Linked DNA regions of Zea mays: region 2 is linked to region 1. The links are chromatin contacts, called in public Hi-C maps. All regions are on one chromosome and are shown on one strand. The core of a region is the stretch at or near the end of the contact, and the rest is flanking DNA. Distances in the headings are between cores, read along the strand shown. Region 1 holds the start of LOC100280687 (early nodulin-like protein 3). Region 2 holds the start of LOC100381712.

Region 1 (2,638 bases), core at 61-2,560:
AGAAACTCTACTCTAATCCAAAATAAAAAATATATATAGCATGGCTAGTTGTTGTTTAAATACGTTTACAATGTTCTTAAATCTTAAAACCATGGTATTTTTGGAAGTAATCAAAACTACTGTATTATACTATTGTATTGTAAAATCATGATTTTAAGAAACATGATTAGCAAAAGAGACGGTGAAAACCACACAGACGGAACGCCCCTTGGAGTCTTGATTTCTGATCTAGTACACGGTACAGAGCACCAAAGCTCCTATAACCCCAAGCACAGAGCCGATGATCGCTCCGTCGTCCAAACGTGACGCACCCGCCGTCGGTGGTGGAGCGTGCGCGTTGTCGGGCGCCGAGGCCCACACCGGTGAAGGCGCCGGCGGGAACGCCGAATCGGGTACCGGTGAAGCCGCCGGCGGGAACGCCGCGTCGGGTGCCGGTGCCGCCGGCGTCGTCGACCGGCGAACCGCCATCACGATTATGTACAGCTTCTGGCCCTTTTGGCACCGTTCCTCGTCGCTGCTGATGAAGAAGAACGGGCCGGACCGGTCGAGCTTGAACACCGAACGCTCCGAACTGCCGCTGCTGCCGACGGCCTGGAGCCGCCGGACCGGGTTGCGCGTGTTGCACGTGTCGAAGTCCTGCTCCGTCACCAGCAGCACAGAGTCGACGCCCTCCTCGTGCGTGAACACTGCGAGCCAGGAGGAAGGCGCACGTACGTCACATGCATGCTACGAGCTCAACCAGTTCATCGGGTTGTGCGGCATTCGTGAGGGCAAAACGAGGAGAGATGGCGAAGCCAGTTACCGATGGTGTCGTTCACTTGGAACCGGCTGCGCCCGGCCCAATGGTTGTAGCTCTCGGTGGGGTCAAGGACCCAGCCGTCGCGGCCACCGGCGTAGAAGACGTGAGCCTCCGACGAGGAAACCACGGCCGCCAAGCCGACGGCGATCGCCAGCCAGGCCGGCACCGGTGACCACACCTCAGAAGCCCCCATTATCGCCGTCTCTGGACCGGCCGGCAAGTCCTGGGGATGCGATGCAATTGGGAAGAGGTGGCCGGTCGAGGGATGGTATGTACTGCTGCAAAGAGGAACTGGTGGTTTATATAGGCGCACGGCGCACGGCGCGCGGCGAAGTGATACGGTTGCTGACCTCGGCAGGCACAGGTGGAGGCCGCGGAGAGATGCATACCGATGAGTCGATGGCTCTGCACGAACCAGCGAAAGAGAGCACCGCTTTGCGTTGCGGTGCGGGCTGGGTTGATCGACATCTCAATCTTCTTCCTTGGGTCTTCGGTGATCAATGTCATGTACGCCTGCGGGCCTGCGGCGGCCGGCAGCCCGACATATCTGCAGACGCGCGCACCCGAGGAAGCCACTTTCGTTTGTATACCACCATATCTATATCTATAGATAATAGACTGTAGGGGATCAGGTCTATTTTCTCAATATATCTATAAGATCCATTTTCTTTTATGTGTGGAATTAATGCACGTCCTAGGGTGTGTCTATATCTCGAAAAGAAAACCATTACATATTAATGCTTTGTTTGTTGTTCAATGTGTCGTTTTGCTAAGAAAATGCCACATTTCACTGCAGGATCATAGTTCAGGAAAGTCAACATGCAAAAAAAAATCTACATAGAGAAACTAGCACTGAAGTCCCAGTGGTGAGCGGCAGCCAGAAATTTCTCGTTCGTATTCAGTTGTTCAAGCTAAAGTCTTAACATATATTAGTGTGTAAATATCCATCCTCTGTCTATATCTAATATCCTAAAATATATTAGCCTATCTTTTTTATCCACATTCAATAAATATAGACATTTATGTAACCTACATTCATATGTTACTTAATTAATAGATATGAATATATGATTAGTCTAAAACGAATTATATTTTAGACCGGAGGGAATAGTAAAGAGCTAAAGGTCTAGTCTATTTTTTTATCCACCACCCCTAACTAATTTCATAAGTATAGATATATGCACAATTTAGACACAGGTTTGATTTTGAACTAACATGTACATAGCTACAGGAATCCTAATCTAAATAGATCACTTTCAAATTCTCAATCCTGATCTATCCTCAAAGTATATCCGCAATCTCTTGGTCTGTCCGTCAAATTTTCTTATCTAGTCATACTGGGCGTCAAATTTTCTGTCCGCAATTTCTGGTTGAGAATAATGGGGTTTGATCGAAAGTCACAGATTAGAGGATATGAAAGTGATAGATGTATCCCTTTCCAACCTGACGATCAAATTCAAGTTGCAGTAGTGCTGGACAAGATGCAATAGTATTCCCAGATTCAAGTTGCAGCAGTGCTGGAGAAAATGCAATAGTATTGGACTGGATGCAGTAGTGCTAGAGAGCGACTGTGCCATTCCAAGAGTAGTGATGTTGCTAAAACCAATATAGTCAAAAGTATGAATATTAAGTGGCTTCGTGTTGTGGCTATACTTTTAAGATATTATGATGGAACTTTTGAGCATATGGTTGCACATTTAAGCTTGTGCGTTATATTTTCCTTAATAGTACGACCTTTTCTATACTCAAATTCAAGATATTAAATAAATTTAAAGATCCTTGAGTCAATTCTCGTGTCCTTTTAGTAATTTGGGGCTCCATCATATTGTATATTATCTC
Region 2 (2,638 bases), core at 63-2,562, 260 kb after region 1:
TCTCAATACTTTGTATAGAAATCCTTGCGGGACTTAGTGTCACTGTGATAGTGAAGCAAGCTCAACCGATCTCTGTGACCATTTGAGAGAGGGAAATAGTTGAAAGAAACTTGTCCTTAGTGGACTCCTCAATGGGGATGTAAACTCTTTGGAGTTGAACCTCGGGAAACAAATCGCTGTAACTTTGTGTTGATCACTCTTGGCGATTTGATTCTTCCTCTCCCTCTCTCTAGTTCTCTTGCTTGTAATTATTTTAAGTTGGGTCCCAAAATTATCCGCATTGATTAAGCAACTCATAGCAAGAACTTATCTACTGCACTCCGATTTCATTAATATTCGTTCTAACCCTAACATCGGGAAAATTTTGTGTTCAAAGTTTATAATTTTCAGGTTTCGGCTATTCACCCCTTAAGGCGACTCTCAGCTATATATACCCCTTTGCTAGTCATTTGAGAGGTGTGGGGTTTGAGGAACATATTTAGTGAGTTAAGACTCATTCATATTAGCACTAGATATCTAAGTGCTTAAAGAATCACTCGGTTATTAGTATATGTACTTTGTGGATTTCCTATGTTAGTTAGACCACTACTTATACTGCTTGCTCTAGGTTTAGGTCTAGTATTTAGTGAGGTTTGCATACGTTAAATCAAGGTCTCGACCAAATCAAATATATAAATCAAATATACATGGAACCTCTCTAAATTCTCATGTCTCCTTGCATATTTACTATTAGTTCTGGGTCTTGTAATGTATCCCGTAAATTGAGTGTCGAAATAATCCTCGACAACGATATTCTATTTTTTTACATAGAGTCAATTAAAGAAAGATGAATTGATCACTATTTAGTTTTTTTATTGAATGACCACCGTATATGTACACTGTAACATTAAATTTCTAGAATTACTCGACAAGTGCCACACGATATTTTTTCTTTTCTTTTATTATTAGTCTCTCCTTTTGAAAATCTTACAATGCGTGAGATATTCCACCAGATACCGAAACAAAGTCAACCTACTATTCAAAACCATGCATTCCATCAAGAGAGAACAAGCCACCTTTCAAACATACACAGCATGACAACATTGAAAGCGTGCTTTGAAATATGTGGCTAAGCATGACAACGTTGAAAGTCATTAACAACAGCAAATCGCCGAGCAAGATGTCCCTTACATAAAACTAATCGCACCACGAAATTAAGAAGAGAAATGAATAAATGTAGAAAAAGAAAAGCCAGTCAAACCCAACCACCTCAGCTCAGCATCGAGGTCGCCTTCCCCTCCTCCAGTTGTCCCCAGAAACCGTGTCCCCTACTCTCTCTCTCTCTCTCTATCTCTCTTCTCCCCTCGATCAACAGCAACAGCGGCGGTCAGAAGCTTCCGTCGCGACAGCTCCCGACCTCCTGCCGGTCTTCCCCTCTCCTAGTCGGCGCGAATCCCGAGGCGGAGGAGGAAGAGGGGAGCGGAGTGGGGGTGGGCCCCATCAGCCATGAGTCTCACGGGGTCCGCCCTGGAGGCGGCGCTACAGGCGGTGGGGCGCGGCCTCGACGCAGCTGGAGACCACCGGCTGCTCTACTGCAAGGGAGGTGGAAGGCTCGTCGCGCTCGAGGAGGACCGTGCGCGGGACCTCCCGCTCCCCGACGGCGGCGTCCTCCCGAGCGTGCCCCCCGATGTCGAGGTCGAGCAGTGCCGCAGAGACCCCGAGCGCATCCGCCCCTTCCCCTCTGGCCCAAGCTCTGCCGCAGCGGATGGGCCCTTTGTCTGCAGCTTCGATAAGGTGAGCTCGGTTGCTTCGTCCCGACTGGAAACTTCCCATCCGATGGTGTGCCGCGTTCTGTTCTGTTTGCTCTGCACTTGTGATGCGAATCCTAGTCGATATCCTATGCTCCGCGGCCGTTTACTTCGTGTTATGTGACTCTGGTGCCCTTGTTGACAGATGGCTGAGTATTTCAACAGGAAGTCATGCTTGTCCGAGACAGTACCGCTGGGTTCCTTCAACTCTCTGTTCAGCTTCACCGGTTCATGGAAGAATGATGCTGCGGCTACGAAGGCCCTTGCGATTGATGGCTATTCTCTGCCTCTGTTTCGAGTGAAAATTAGGAGTTCTGAACTGACGCTGCTTGAGAGCGTTAAGCACGCGATCCCAAATGTTTGGGATCCATCAGCATTGGCTAGGTCAGTAGGTAATCTTCTTATTTGATACTGTTATCAGGATCCATTTCTGATCAGTCCCATTCTGTACAACTCTTAGCCTAGTACTTTACACACCCTATTATCTGAAGCCTGAAGGTCTTGTTTCACTTGTCTGCAGCTTTATTGAGAATTACGGTACCCATATTATTATTTCTGTTACGGTTGGTGGTAAGGACGAAGTATACATTAAGCAGCATTCATCGTCCCAATTGTCAGGGTTAGAGTTCAAAAATTATGTGAGGGAAATTGGGAGGGAAAGATTCTCAGATGTGGAAAACAAGTCAAATGCAACTCCTATCAATTACAGCGAGAAGGTTAGCAAACTCCTTACTGCTTTCTTTATCTAAGTTCACTAGAGGTGTTTTGGCTACATTATTTGGTTTGCCTGAATTGTTATACAACTGTTTGTTTACAAAGGATAGTTTGTGCATGATTGATTACTTTTTATG

Evidence for each region. Hi-C and Micro-C count contacts between places; a contact is called where the count stands out from the background.
Region 2: a contact with region 1 is called in a Hi-C map of ear, with 2.3 times the contacts expected there. The contact joins the promoter of LOC100381712 here to the promoter of LOC100280687 in region 1. A contact is called at or near these places in 2 of 25 Hi-C or Micro-C datasets (ear and leaf).

Annotation. Positions count from the first base shown.
Region 1 is chr3:202,584,768-202,587,405 of Zm-B73-REFERENCE-NAM-5.0, forward strand. It overlaps LOC100280687 (early nodulin-like protein 3), which reads right to left and starts at 1,311. Exons shown (of 2, transcript NM_001153606.2): 1 at 803-1,311; 2 at 114-686. The coding sequence starts at 992. The coding sequence ends at 229.
Region 2 is chr3:202,846,924-202,849,561 of Zm-B73-REFERENCE-NAM-5.0, forward strand. LOC100381712 reads left to right here and starts at 1,313. Exons shown (of 6, transcript NM_001361525.1): 1 at 1,313-1,773; 2 at 1,933-2,171; 3 at 2,308-2,503. The coding sequence starts at 1,486.